2 separate regions of the Columba livia genome follow, and region 2 is linked to region 1. The links are chromatin contacts, called in public Hi-C maps. All regions are on one chromosome and are shown on one strand. The core of a region is the stretch at or near the end of the contact, and the rest is flanking DNA. Distances in the headings are between cores, read along the strand shown. Region 1 overlaps ARID1B (AT-rich interaction domain 1B). Region 2 holds the start of ARID1B (AT-rich interaction domain 1B).

Region 1 (7,920 bases), core at 1,431-3,930:
AGCGAGGGGGGACCATGAGAGCACACCCGGCCAGACAGGGGCAGACAGCTCAGGCACATCAGGCTTGGGCCACCGAAGTAAGCCCACCCGTTAAAAACGTGGAGAGTAACAGAAGGAAGACAGAGAAAACAAATTCTCTTTTTTTTTTTCGTGATAACTTCTATCATAGTGACTGGTGTGAAATGGTGGGTTCAGTCAAACCCTCAAGGTGATGCACGTTCCCATCATGAAAGCAGTACCACTTTGCAAAGTGCAAACCATACTACAGCCTGTCTCTTCAAAAAAAGCAGCAGGGGGAAGTACAGACTGCTGCTGCTGCCACCACAAGAACTGGGGGGGCTCCAGGTTGCAGCAGTTAATTACAACGAAGAGGCAATGTAAATTGGCACAGAACTGCCCAAAAAGGGATACTGATCAATCAGAAAAGCAAAACCAGTTGCCAAGCCTTCTTACTTACAGACATCACTCGAGCAAATACTAAACAGATGCTTTCAATCACATACGCATGTTCTGAAAACTGCACACTGATTTCTGTCCCCTGGTACTTTGGGAAAGGCGGTGGGAGCTTTAAGCTTCTATCAAAACCCCAAAGTGTGGCCCCATCCACGCCTTTACCACATCAATTGTGCCTTACTGGAGACGAAGGCTGTTCATCACGCCGATGTGTGCCTGGAAGTAGAGGCAATGCAGGAGGAAAGCCAGCAGCTTACATGTTTTTAGTACTACTCCCAGCTGGGTGCAGGGCGCTGGGCAAACCACAGGCCAGCGATATTCAAGGGTGCTGAGAAGAACACGATGTTCACCAGCTGTGCTCAAACCAGCCTGCCACAGGGTGCTCCGTAGCTCTATGAAACAAATCTTACCACATGCCCATGCAGACTGCCCAAGTCTAACCCTGAGGCCATCAGTATTTATTCTGCAAGCATCATGAGATGCTTCACACTGAAAAGGAGCATTAAACATGGATTTATCTCTAGTTTAGAGAAAGAAACAAAGGAATATCGAAGGAAGTCTGACATGCTGTACCCACACTGTGACACTGCCACAGGAGAGCAGCCCTTCCTGAAGCCTTGTCCTGTCTGAGACTACAGGCCAGGAGCACAGGCTACAGGGCACAAGGAGGAAAGAACCAACTGTTACTTTGCCATTTACACAGTGTGTCTTGGCATTTTCACATCTGGGCATTCACAGCCAACGTATGATTATTTTTCCTGTTCTACATATCATTTCATTTTTTTCTCTTCAAGATCATGTTGGAACTGCCCAGATCTACCTCCACTGCACAGAGTCACTAGGACCTCTAAGAAGTGTTCACTTTCCATACTCACACAGAGCTTTAAAATCCTCTCTACATCAGAAGTGGGAGTGAGCTGTGAGGAGTGGGGTGCCACAGCAATCAAGTGCTGTTTGAAATGGATTTTGATGAGAACACATTCGTGTTCTGATTTCACCCTCTGTACTGTTATAGATACACTCCTCTGCAGCCCCCAGCACTCGGGACAAACTTGGACCAAAGTCAGGACTATACAGTGGATGGAGAGGAGTTTATGGCTTTAAATATGTTGGTGTGCCTCTTAATTTCTATAAAACTAATAGGGAAAACAAACAAACAAACCACAGAGATCTTTACTGAGACTGAACTTACCAAACATCAGAACTATGGATTATGCAAGTGAAATTTCTAAAACATCACAAATGCTCCATTTTGCATGTTCCTGGATGGTCCTGATTAACACAGCGGTGATATGCATAGGTCCAGGCAGAAACATGTTGCTGATACTTCCCTAGTCATAACTATTTCAAAACATTTTGACACATCTTTAAGGGGTCCCTAAGAATATTAAAAAAGCACCTTGTTCCCTGCTATAATGCTACTCCCTGCTCTTAGAAAACACTCAGCGCAGAGGCAGCTCAGACGACTTCAGCAATCCTAAAACACAGCAGCTTTAAAAATGACTCAAAGAAAGCAAGCTGGAAAATCCTTTTAGTTATCTGAACACCTCAGGTAAAACAACTCCACACAGAACACAAGAAAAACAAAAAAAAAAGGGGGGGGGGAAATGTGTAATCCTAACTCTGCTCTGAGTAGCAAAACAGAAGTTACTGGAGGCTAATATGAATATCTATTTTTTTTAGGCTGAAACAAATCCAAAAACTTATTTACTACCCCCAGAATCCTACCTAAGTCAACAGTGCACAGACAGATGTAAATTATGACTCATTTCTCTGTATCTTCCCATATACCAAGTACACACACAGACACTCCAAGTGTCAACATATCAAGACAGAGATAATTCAGACTCTTGAAAACATCCTCTTCTGAAAAGGATTAATTGGTTTTAAAACAATTTAATTTGGCTTTGAAGATGTAACTTTTATTAGCAGCCACCAGATGGCAGAAGCAGAGGCTGCTTAGAGCCTTCAACAAAAGAAAGCCGTCTTAAACAAGGCGTGCATTAAAAGAAAACAATTTTGAATGCCTACTTTTTCTTTTCGTGTCTTCTCTTCTCCTTCTTTCCCACAAGTAAGTATTATTTTGTTACAATCAAGCTAATACAAATTTTAAAATAAATAAATAAATAGATAAAATATATTGAGAACAAGTTTTCTTGATCGTCTCAAATGGCATCTCTACTCCATCTTGTAGCTCAAGGCTTCTGTGTTAAGGATACCACTAGAACAACAGTTTCTTTCCAGATTTGCAGAGTCATAACTCACAGTCAGCCACCCTGATGTTCTGTGCTTCAAACCAGGAAGCTGACACGTAGCTACAGCGTGTAGTTGAATTTCCCCTCAGGATCTGATCTTCTGGTATCTGGAACCGTGAAAATACATGGGCTACAGAAGATGCACCCTGATGTGCTGAGGGTTGCAATAAAGCAGCGTTTGCAAGGTGAAGAAATAAACAAACAACAACAACCAACAAAAAGTCCTCTTAATAAACTCAAGTAAAAGTAGCATGATTGAGAGGAAAAAAAGGTATTTTAGTCCTAAGCACACTTGATTTTTAAACCCATGTATCCTCTATCAGAGAAAAAGCATAAAAAAATGCATCTCAGCAGCACACACTTAAAAAAGAACTTAGGAACAGAGTCTCTCAATAACTCCCAGAGTTAATAAATTATGGAGTTGAGGTCATCACTTTATGCTGTGTCACAGAACAAAAATACAGCCAGTTCCACGAACAATGCTGAAAGCTCCACCACGCAGACTCAGCAATGCCACCCTTGCTGCACTTCTTTAATAGAGCTGTGTCTCCATTATGCTCATGTCTCGATCAAAGAGAAAAGCTTTTCTCCTGTATTTGTCTTCTGCAAAGGAAATGTAAAATCACTCCTACACTGAACACATCCATGGGGACTCAGATTCTCTTTCCTCAGCCCCAGCAGTACGGTCCCAGAAACAAACAGGTGAAGCTCGCTCCTACTTCAAGACAGCCCGAGATGCAGTGGCGTAGTTAATTCTGCCTCTGCACATTAGCAAACACGCCGCTTGCAAAATATGAAAGGCTTTCTTCCCTGCCCCGTTTTTAAATGACACCTGCAAATCACTAATCCAGTTGCCATTTATTTCCATATGTCAAATTACAATCTTAACTTGTGCAAAGCAACATAATAGTAATGATTAAGCCAATTACATCACAACACAGCTTAAAACGGCACACAATGGAAGGATTAAAGCTCACTACCAAATAAGAGAGTCCTGTTCTCGGTGGAGCTCCCCCACTGTGGGAACATAAGTGTCTCTTTTCCTGTTGCACAAAGTTGTGAGCCTTCTGACATGTAGCTGCTGGACTGCCATTAACAAACTTATTTATATTAATGCTGCCCTAAGCCGGAATCACGGCAGCTCGGCATTAGCTGCGGTAGGCGGCTCGGCGGCCGTCCCTGCGCACAGGCTGAAGGCACTTGGCACGTCCGCAGGCAGGTTGAGACACGTGGCCGAGGTGATCTCACCCTGCTTAGGCTGAGCCCAGCCTCTTCCAGCCTGCGATATTTGGGTCAGGGAGGTGCTGACAGTAAAGGCCTTTGGGAAAGGGAGGGAAAGGAGAGGAGAGTAAAAGGAGCACAAATATTCCAAAAGTTAAGCAGCTCCTTCTCTAGATAGGGCCAGACACCATTTGTAACCTGTCTGGAATACGTGCTACTGCGTTCGACACCGTAATTCCAACTGATGCCAATATGCAGCTCCTGCAACCATAAAATGTGGGTTAAATCTTTATATAATAATCAACCTTTCAGACTAAGATTTTCAATTCGACCTCAGGGATTAAAATGTTCTAATGGAAATTGAGCATCCGAATCTCTTAGGAGGATTTAAAAAAACTCAGGCACTGTTATTTTTATTTGTTCATTGCTTTATAGTGTTTAAATCAGCATCACTCAGAATGGTTAAACCTTTTAACCTTTTTATTTCAGTTCTGCACACCTTATTCTTTTTTTTCTCTCTCTTTTTCACATCTTTGCATCCCTCTTCATTTTCTCTACCATCTGGGAACACTGATCCCATCTGCTAAAATGTATCTTCCTATTCCAGCTAAAATGAACTTAGAATAAATTGGTACTGATAGTATTTTACATGTCATTATTAGGCTTCAATAAGATTAACGGGACTGAAGGAGCTTCCAACTTCTAAATACATTTCTGTGTGTTGACTGCAGACTTGGGCAGATACTGCTCTATCAATTCACTCTGAGATTCTATGTCAGTTTCTTGGCCACTAAGGTTCTGAGGAAACTTACTTATTAGATGTGTAGGTTTGTCCTCAGCAGAATCTGAAGGAACCAGGTATAAGTGGTGTTGAGTCTGTCTCAGATCATCTATCAGCTCTTCTGATTCACAAGGTGGTCATTTCCCGACATCTCTCTATACACAACCACACACATATCACAACCCTTCTGAATATTGAAACAGAAGGATCAGCGGAAAGCCGGATACTTTGGTTTTCTCTTTTCTTTAAGAAACAAACGTGAACACAAACACACACAGAGATGCATGTGTAAATTAAAGTGAACACTACGTGTACCATCTTCAAAAAGGCTGCTACAGCACCCTAACAGCTTCCCCTTTCTCTAAAATTAGTTGCAAAGGAAGCTGAATGGTTTTGCTTCCTACTATGCAACCAAAGGAAGGGTTCAGACAGCCATGCTGTCAAATCTGGGTGTCTTTATACTTATCAAAAAACAACTTTTAAGTTAAACTGAAAAACTGCTTACACTTTCATGGCCCATTAAGGAGTACCGGTCTCACATATGCACAAAATAAAAAAAAATGTTCATATTAAAAATACTATTTTTACTCCAATAAATGCTTTATATTTTACCTTTGTTTTGGGAAGACTCTTATCAAAAAGGTGATGTGGATAGAACATTTTGAAGGACTATTGCTAATGGTTTGCAATTTGCACCTGTTCTTTGCATACAGAGTAAAGATAAGATTTGGCACTTCAAAGTGCCTCTTCCCTGGGTATTTTGATAGTGTGAAACAATAGCTTTTGTTTTAATTTTCTTTTCTAAAATAAGAATTATTTTGTTGAAATCAATGTGCATATCTTGCATCAAAAGCATCCTGTAGCTGATTTATACATGCGCTTATCATTAGCATCAAAGACTCAGCTATTCAAGGGGCAGATACATCAGCCAGGTTTTCACTTCACCGACAATAACTACAGTGAATCTGAACAATGTTCTGTCGTCTCATTCAGCACATTTTCCTGGGAAACAGCCCCATTTGCTGCCAGTATGCATATTTACCCTGAGACTAAAATCATGCAGAATTTAAGACTAACAGATAACACTGTAAGCTCTTTCAGCAGTCTAGAAATATTAAAACCAAAACCAAACCAAATCCCACAGTATTCTAGTACCCACAGGCAACACGACCTGTCACCAAGCCTTAAACTAAGGGGTGTCTAAGGACAGGTGGAATGGATACAAGTCAAAAGAAGAGCACCCTCTGCAGCAAATAATGCTTCTGCTTGTGCATACGGAGGGGTCCTAGTACCTTTCAAGCTGAGGCATATGCCACACTCAAAACCGTAGAGTCTCCAACAGACCTGGAGAAAAATTCAGGCTAAAAACTAGTATCAAGGAAAGCATTACGTTGTGCAAACTCTAACCTTATATCCTTCTCAACTATGCTATCTGGTATTTGCCATACAAACATGTTTTCTAATTTATAACATTTTATATAGATTTTTTTTTAAATTTAAAAAATTGTGCTTATGTGTATTCTACGTGGGCATATCAGCTGATTTGTTAATATAACACAGACACTAACATTTATTTGTCATTGAGACAGACAGTAGAGGAAGCATTTCTTAAGGCAGAGGAGGAAAGAAAGTGCTTTCACAGCATGCCTAAATAGACAGCTAAGATAAATTCCGAGATTAACAAATTTGGGATGATACATGTGCCTTTCTTCTTGACGGATAAAAAGTACACGACATTCCCAGACATACGTAGTTCACTATATAATGTAAAGCTACTATTTTAAGAAAGTAAAAAGACCTGTTGGTTCTGAAGCAGAATCTTACAGAAAAGCTGCTTGCAACTCTGGAGCACGCCGTTAAGAGCTGGCAACCGTACCGATTTGGTTTTGTAAAACTGAAGCTTAGCAATAGCAAATTCTTAAAACTTTAGGTAATAAAAAGGAGTTTCAAAGCATGTCCATCAAGATAATTCCAAGACTGAAAACCACGCTGCAAGTCCAGCCATGAAAAAAAAGAAGCAGCTTCCTCCACAGTGTTTTAGTTCTAAGAGCAACTTGCTACAATAATCTTCAGTAGTATTTCTGTTTACCCACCTAGTCTGAAAGATTATGGAGATGAGTTCACAAGAACTGACCCTCCAGGTTTATTAAATATTCAATAAATATTCTGTATGCATGCTGGGTATTGAATAAAAAAACAAACAAACAAAACAAAACAAAAACCCCCAAAACAAACAAACACTGCTTCAAATAATACTGGAGTAGCTCTGTTTGCTTTTTAATAATTTATTTAAATCACTTTATCACATATCAACACAAAAATGTACAATATGGACACAATGTAATTTCTGGCATCATTCATATTCTATGAATGTTTAGGTGCTTTTAATGCTTTTCTAAATTTTCTCTCCTGTGGGTTAGTTTTGTTTATGGCATTCTGTACAAACTTGGATAACTTATTTCATCTTTTCTTGATTTTTTTTTTTTACCTTGATAGTAATAGCACTGCTATTTTCTCACCTGCAGTAGTATCACAGCATGTGGGCCTTCAGCAGCAGGAAACTCTTCACTGTCATGATTTAACCTACTGCTCCTACTATCTTCTGCTTTCCCTCCCCATCCACTCTCTTCCTAGCTAAATAGATATAGCCTACACACAATATGCCCTGCTTAGAATCATCTGCTATTAGTGCTCAATTAAAACTGTGGTCGCCACCATAATGCTCACCAGCCAAAGAAACTCAAGCAATAGTTTGGATACAGCCTATCTGAGCAACAGAGCATATCTACACTGGCCTCTCCAACACACGTACTGCCTGCTATACATTGAGCTACAATTGAACACAGGGTGATGCAGCTGTTCAATGTACAACATTCTACTCAAGATGCACTGTGAAAAAGGAACATGAACAAAGGGGCTTACTCAACAGACTACAAAGCGGGTAACAACTACAATTTTTGAGCTGCAAATCAATGGAACAAGAACAAATCTGGCACTTGGGCAACTCCAATCTTAAAAGTTACTACAAAGCTGACATCCCATGTTTCCACATGGGCTTCCTCAAGTAAAATTTGCTCACACGTTTTATACCAAATAAACAGGATGGAGAGAGAGCCTGTGTGTTGTTCTCAGATTACCATAAATTAGGGAAAGTTTCTGAATCAGTGGATATAAGTCACAGGATCCTCAATTCTCAGGTTGAAAATTGTC
Region 2 (7,920 bases), core at 2,550-5,049, 190 kb after region 1:
AAAATTCTAATGTACTACTCCATATAACACAATTCACTTTCCTACTGAGAATTCAAGCCTAATCTCACACTCGTGTAGAAAAATGAGATCAACAACTCCCGATGCTCCTTGAAGTATTCAAACGCAAAAGCACATTTCCCCCCCCAATATCGGGATTCGTTGCAGAGATTAAACAAATGCAACCTCTGGCAGAAGAGCTCCTTTTTCCCTTCTTTGTACAGTACACGGCGTTTTCTCACCTACAGCAGCTACACGCAAACAAGATTTTTTTTTAAGAGGCATGCACAGGTTAGGCACCACGCTAGCAGAAATGTAACGAAATTAGTATTTGAATTTATTTTTTTTTTTTTTACAAAAATCTAATCCCCCGCATAGTATCAATAAGCTGCAATATCAAAAAATGTTTTTTTAGAGGCACAAAAGCGCAACTTGAAATCCCGAATCCTCGTCCAGGCGCTGTTATTACAAGATACTCCCGTACCGCCTCCAATTAGCAAAGAATTAAAGACAGAAAACAACAACAAAAAGAAACAAACTAATAATAAACAGATAGATCGATGCCCAGAGAAGCCGCGCCGTCTAACCAGACTGGATGGGGTGGGAAACGGGGGAGGGGAGAGGGGACGGTGCCCCTGGCGTTTCCGCGCGCCGGCGGCCCCCACGGCGGGTGCCGCTGCCCGGGCCCGCGCCGCCAGTCCCCGCCGCGCGGCCGCCCGCGTTATTTGTGCCGGGGCTTCTGTGACTGCGCCGCTCAGCGCCTCTATTTACATCAGCGGCGCGAGGTGCCCAATGGCGAGCGGGGAGCCAATCAGATGGCAGATTAGATGTCAACTCGGAGGCAGCTGTCTGGAGACGGTTGCAGCCAGTTTACCTCCACAATTCAAATTCCGAACCTGGCGGCGGGGACCCGGCCGCTCCTCGGGCACCGATCGCCCGGCGGGGCCCGCCGGCTCCCCGCACCGCCGCGCCCACCCCGGAAAGGCGCTGCGCCGCGGCCCGCCGCCCCGCCATCATCGCGCCCATCTGCCCATCGATCGGCGGAGTTACCGGGCTGGCGCAGGGGGTGCGGGCGGGGGTGGCGGCCCGCCCGGTGCCCGCGTCCCTTTACTGACGCCAAGGACTTTTCCTTCTTTTTTTTTTTTTTTTTTTTTTTTACCCGGTTTGATTTCCGCGTGTGTTTGGAGAGAGAAACGTAGTTATGCGCGCGCGCACCCACGCGCGCTTCTGCTGGTGGGCATGTCCCCTTCAGGTCACCGGACCGCGGCGCCCCACGCGCCCCGGCCCGCGCCGCGCGGACAGGGGCGCGGGCACACGCGCTCACACACACGCACACGAATTACACACGCGCGCACTCTCCCCACAGCGAAAGGAGCCCGGCTGCTCCCAGTGGATCTCACTGCGGTAACTCCACCAGTGACAAACTAATTTGCTAAGAGCGTGCAACGGCACAACTCGTTCTGTTAAAAAAATATTAACAGATTAAAAAGAGGAAAAGGAAAAAAGAAAAAAAAGCACCGTGGAAGATAATGGACGTTTATCCCCCGGGAAGCCCCGGATCCGACACTCCAGTTACAAAATCCACCACCCCCCCCTCCGCCCCCGTCCCAAGCTGCCTGTCCTCTGGGCCCTGCCTCTCTCCTCCACTGTTTCAAAGTGGAGGGAAAAAATATTAATTGGGTCTGAGAACAACCTAATTTCGGCAGCGAAACCCGCACTTCGGTGCCTCCAGCCCCAGCGGGGCCGCGCATTGTGCGCTGCTCACCCCTGCTACGGAGGCAGCGAGGAGAACTGGCCCGGAGGAGGGAGGAGAGAGGGGAAAAAAAAGAGGGGGAAGGAGGATAGGAAAAAGAAAGTTAATGATAAAGAAACTAAGACCTCGACACGAGTGGCACGGAGCCGGCATTAACCGAGCGCGGGGGCTTACCTGGGTCCTGCTGATGGCCTGCCCGGTGTTCCCAGGGCTCATCGCCGGGTGATTTCTTTGTTGTGCCGTTGCCCAGGCCGGGTTTGCCGCTCCGTACTGGGCGCCCATGTCCTTGCCCATGCCCATGCCCGCCGCTGCCTGCTGGCTTCCCGGGGCGGCCGCCGCTGCCTGGGGCTGGGGCTGCGGCGGGGCGCTGGGGCTGCTGTAGTCGGGGTAGCTGCTGCCGTAGCTCCGCATCATGGGGCTGGGGGACGTGAGCAGCTGGTTCAAGGTAGGGGTGGCCCCGGACGGGTGCTGGTTCTGCCCGGAGAACCGCGCGAAACCGCCGGCCCCCGCGCCGGCAGCAGCCTTGCCGAGGCCGGCCCCGCCGCCGGGGCCCATCATCATGCCGCCGCCCGGCTGCCGCGGGGAGCTCAGCACCCCGTAGCCCGCCGCGGAGCCCCCGTAGCCGCCGCCGCCTGCCCCGGCGGCCGCCGCCGCCGCCACGGCTCCCGCGCCGCCGCCGCCGCCGGGGCCGCGGCCGTAGCCCGGGTAGTGGTTGTACTGGCTGTTGGGGTAACCTTCGTGGGAGTTTTGCAGGGGGTCCATGCTGTTGGGGGCCGCCGTGGGGTGCATTATCCCCATCCCGGGGCTTTGTTGTCCGCCATGTTGATCAAAGCAAGGCCCGGCGCGGCTCGCCGTAGCGCTGCTGGCAGGGGCAGCGTTGCCATAATAGCTATTGAACTCCGAGACACCCACCGCGGAGGGGCCGCCGCCGCCTCCCCCGCTCCCGCCGCCGCCGCCGAGGCCGCCGCCGCCGCTCCCAGCGCTCGGGGGCGGCTGCTGGGGCTGCTGCTGTCCGCCCAGGGGTCCCAAGCCGGGGTGATCGTAGCGGCCGCCGATGGGCTCGCCCATCTTGCCGGGCATCTCCTCCTCGTCGGCGCCTTTATTCAGCATTTGCTGCGGCTGCTGGGGGGGCTCGGCCTGAGCGCCCAAAACACTGTCTTTTCCTCCATGTTGCTGCTGCTCCATGTCTGCACTGGGCTGAGCAGCGCCGCCACCGCCGTTGTTGTTGCTGCCGCTGCCGCCGCCGAGGCTGCTGTTGTTATTCTGCACGGGATGGTGCTGAGGCGGCGGCTGCTGCGGCGGCGGCGGCGGGAATTGATTTAGCTGCTGCTGTAGTGCATGGTGGTGGTGGTGCGGGTGGTGGGCATGGTGGTGGTGGGCATGGTGATGCGGGTGGTGGGCATGGTGGTGGTGGGGCGGCGCGGCGGGGTGATCGCCTCCGACGCTCTTCAGCTTGTGGTTGGGGAGCAGCCCCGTCTCCATGGCCGAGCCCGGGTTGGAGGAGGAGGAGGAGGAGGAGGAAGAAGACGAAGAAGATGAAGATAACGCCGAGGAGCTTCCACCTTCCTTCAGAGCCGGCTCCGAGGAGGAGCCGCCGCTGGCGTTGTTGTTGTTACCGACGGCAGCGGCGGGAGCCGCGTTATTGGCCATGTTCAGCGGCTCGCTGTGGTGGCGGAGGCCATGGTGATCTACATTATTCACGCCGCCGCTGCTGCTGCTGCTGCCGGCCGGACTCCCCTCTCCGACCCCCAGCGCGGGGACCGGCCCGGGCGCCCCCGCGGCGGCCGCGGCCCCGGCCCCTCCCGGACCCCGGTCCGGGCCCAGGCCGCCCGGCAGGTTCGGGGCTTTGCCCTTGCTGTTGTTCGCACCCGCCGGAGCCGCTGCGACTTGCGCGGCCATGATCATCGCAACATTGCGAGTCCGGAGAAATTACTACTGATAATAGTAACTACTAAAAAAAAAAATTGAAAATTGAAAAAAGTCGACCCCCACCCTCAAAAAAGGAGGGCGAGCACGGGGTGGGGGAGGGAGAGGGGCAGAAAGCGAAGCGGCCGGGGAAGGGACTTGGCTGAGCCAAGAGTATCCCCTGCGGACCGCTCCGCACGCACCAAATTACAGAAATTTCCCTCCCCGAGTCCGTGATTGCGATTAGAAATGGTAAGAACGCCTTACGGTCTGTGCCTGTTCCTGCTGTGTGATTTCATGTTGAAAGTTTTTTGTTCAGGTTTAAATGAAACTTTTTTTTTTTTTTTTTCCTCCTTTCCTCTCTAACCCGGATATGGGTAAACACACGTCTGCCGGAGCCGCGCTGGCCCAGCATGGCATGAGCGAGCGAGCGAGCCAGCGCCGGCAGCCATCGCCCCCTCCGCCCCGATCGCTCCCGCGCACTCGCAAAACGCGGACTGGACTCCGCACGGCTCCGGCTCCTGCTCCCCGCCGCCGGCAGCAGCGCGGCGGGATGGGGGGGGCGTGGACCCCCTCCGCTGCCCCTGCTCGCAATCGGGTCCCACTCGTGTGCGCGCCGAGTGTCGCGGCCGGCGCGGGGTTCCCTCCGGGCTCCGCGGAGGCGGCAGCCAAACGCGGAACTTGCGCGGGGCTTGCCCCAAGGCGCAGGGTCGGGCCGGGCGCCCTGGGCAGCCAAATGCCGCGGGGGGCTGTGGGGTGTGGGTCGCGGCTGGTCCCGCAGCTGCTGCGGGGCCGGGGGTGGCGGCGGCGCTGTCCCGAGCGGGCCGCAGCGGGGGGGGAGGGGTGGGGGCAGCCTCAAACGGGGAGTCCCGTGGCCAGATGTGCTGGAGCAGATGGATCGGTGGAACTTTCGGGGGCCGCATGTTGTCCCCCAGCCCCCTGTGTCATGGTCAAAAGACTCCTCGTTGTATTCCGAGGGCAGGAAAACGTTTTCTATGGCACTGAAAAATAAGCTTTTTTTTTTTTTTCCTCCCACTCTCCATCCCCCCAAAGATTTATATTGTGTGTGCAGGCGGTTATAAAATTTAACCTGAAATTCTGCAGCGGTAGCATCTTTGCAGTTGTCCACATTGTCCAGCTGTCTCCGAATCCTAACGATCATTTGCACTGATGATGCTTTTATATATAGGGCTGTTTTCAATATGTTCTAGGTACTTATTTGCAGATCAACAGGAGCTGATCAAGGAGAGCAAGACATTTTTGGCCTCATAATTGTTTAGCCAAACAATATAATTTTCAGTACACACAAGACACTTGTGAAAACGTAGTAACACAAAACCCAAAATATGTAATCTGAGTAACTCTTACTCGAAGTGGGAAGCTGTTGCTGATGACCTACATTTTTGAGCGATCTTTCAGAACTGTTTGAATGGGCTTTTTTATAACTATCTTAATACAAATGATGCCCTAGTATAAGAAAAGGTAATAGTCATACACTATATTAATCAAATAAAAGCATTCGGGAGGTAAAAAAAAACCTTAGCTATGAATATAGAAAACTGGGATATTAGCGAGCGTTTTCAATATAGTAAGGGTCTAAACCATGCTGTTTTAAATGAATATATTTATGCACTCTGTTAAAGGTAAGCACGTCTTCAAATTTCAAAATGGATAAATATGAGATTCAATAATAACGGTAGAGAAAAACGCAGCATATCAAGACAGATGCTGTCATGGGTAGGTAGGCTTTTTTGAATCCACTGTGAAAACATTAAAGAGCAGAAGCTTCATGCTATAATGTTGAATTACATGCAAAGATTATTGATAAATGAACAGTGTGATTCCAGTGTCTATTAATTTGAGTTCTGTCTGAAAAGACAGAAATACTCTGATTTCCATTATGGAGTTAGTTTTGAAAAGTCTCAGTGCTCATCAAGTACATCTCGCTAATACTTCTGTTACAATTATATTTTCTTCTTGTTATTTTTTCCTTTCTTTTTTTTTTTTTTTTCCCCTACTCTTTGGAAATGCAAAGATGTTATATGGCCAGGAAAAAAACATAGAGCGGGAAAAAAATGGTGAGTAATTCTAGTGGGGGGAATCAGGTGCATACCCAAGGGTCATTACAGTCTGTAACAACAACAAATCGCAATTCTATGCAAACTGCTAGAAAGGGGTATATCATCTTTGTAGGAGAGAGAATAACAGAACTGTAAGATGAATTCATGCCAAATCATTCATCAGCTTTTGCCAAGAGAATACTACATCTTTGTTAGTGAGCCTTTTTGACATTTTCTCCTGGATTTTCTTCTTTTCTATATTCAAATGCACGCTAATTATACACATTAAACCACATGAGTTGATTTTTTGAAGTCTTTCATATGCAAATATAAATATAGATGTCTACTTGTGTGTATTTATTTACATGTGTACTCCAAAATAAAATATAAAATCAATTACACGTTTATACATTAAGACATTTATATTCAAGCAATAATACATATTTTGAAAATCTGATAAGATGTACTGATAGCGCCTTGGTTGCAGATTGCAATACTTCCTCACATGCTCCACAACTCTTCCCGATCAGGAGAACAACCCGCAAAGTTTAACGCAGGTTTACTTTGAAATGTTTTCCCCAGGAAAAAAAAAAAAAAAGGATGAGCCTTTAAACTGAAGAATTTATACTATTAACTCCTTTTCTTCCCATTTATTTCAGCAACTTGGCTACAAGGTTGGAACTAAGAGGCTATAAAATAGAGGCCCTCGGCACAATGAAATCAGTCTGCTATAAAAGGCAACACATGCCAGTTTTTCCTCCCCAATGGCAGATGCCACACCCTAAAGCAGACAGAAGGCACTGCAGTCTGTGCAAGGGAAGCACAACACAAAGCAACAACCATGGTTCAATTTTTTAGATCGCAAATAATGTTGAAATTCCTTTTGCCATCTTTGCTCAGATGATGAGTGGTGGTGTTTGTTAAATTCAAATGCTCCTTTCCAAACGCTCTCATTGTATGCATGAATTATGAATTTATTATAATATAATGTAAAAAAGCTCTAATTGCCATGCATATTATCTGCCGCAAAATGATTGCATTGATATTTGATATCACAAGTGCTCCGTTTCAACTTTAGTTCCATTTTCATTGTTTCTTCAATTTAATTATTTTCTATAAACCGATGTTGTCCAAGCAGGGCTTCTTTCTCTTGATTTCTTTTCTGATAAATTATAAACTCTGGTGCTCTTGGGACCCCTTTCCAGCATAAACAACATCACTTTCTAAACTTACTGTTGGTAATGTGTTTATTCCATTGGCTATGACATCCATGCAGACCCCTAGGCTGCCCGGCTGTGGCTCAGCCCCATGGCAGTGAGGCGCCTTCCCCAGCTGTGCAGCAGCCGCTCTCCATTTGGCTTTTAAATCATACAGAGAGAAACACTAAGGAGAGATACAGAAAACCAACCAATATTGTAATAGCCCTGAGGTGTTATTTTAGAGGTGTTGGGAGCAATCTTAAATTTTTTTGGTGAGGTAAAAATCCAGTCAGAGGTTCAAGAACCTGTTGCATCTGACCTGGATACTCACGACAGTCTGAAAAATCCCTGTGTTAAAAAAAACCCACTTTTTGTTGTGTTCTTGTTATGCTTTATGTTTCAATCCACTGCGCAGTTTGATGAAACAGTTGTCAAATTCACGGGAATTCTCAATTTCCTTCTTTTAGATTGACATTAGATTTAATGAGAAAAAAGAGAGAAGTATGTGGGCTTTTATTAAATTATCACTTCTTTTACTATTTAAACATCCAATCAAAATCATTCTGAAGTCAGTGCAAATCTTTTAATTGATTTCAATAAGGCATAAATCAGATCACAGAAAAGTAAGCAGCCATCTCAGAGCTTTAGCTTTATGCTTTAGCTTGTTACTTGGAGCTATAGTAACAGGATTTTGCTTTTACGAGAACCTTTATGTGGTCAACATATAAATATAATCTAGTAGTGCTTTCTTTATTATAATATTTACATTTCAGTCACAAATGTAATATGTAAACTATTTCGGTTGATATCCAGCTGATAAGCCAGAATCTGTTAGGTGTAAAGCCTGTAGGTAAGTGTAATAGTTTTATTTTAGCTGGTCATAATGAACTTTGAAAAAACAGGGTTTATGCCAACAGATTGTGGCCTAAAACATGTAGAGAGTGACACATTCAACCATTTAATTAAAATCCATTCTTTAGCAGCTACTAATCCTGGGCAATTTAAT

What was found. Hi-C and Micro-C count contacts between places; a contact is called where the count stands out from the background.
Region 2: a Hi-C map of crop shows a contact between it and region 1, with 2.9 times the contacts expected there. The contact joins the promoter of ARID1B here to the enhancer-like site in region 1. A contact is called at or near these places in 2 of 2 Hi-C or Micro-C datasets (crop and liver).

Annotation. Positions count from the first base shown.
Region 1 is chr3:64,692,656-64,700,575 of bColLiv1.pat.W.v2, forward strand. The region is part of intron 5 of ARID1B (AT-rich interaction domain 1B); the gene reads right to left. Among named protein-coding and RNA genes, the nearest start is that of ARID1B, 190 kb to the right of the region's middle. Within about 2 kb of position 2,681, at least 1 of the 3 cell types and tissues checked has an H3K27ac peak away from gene starts, as active enhancers do.
Region 2 is chr3:64,879,512-64,887,431 of bColLiv1.pat.W.v2, forward strand. It overlaps ARID1B (AT-rich interaction domain 1B), which reads right to left and starts at 3,800. Exons shown (of 21, transcript XM_065057320.1): 1 at 1,925-3,800. The coding sequence starts at 3,655.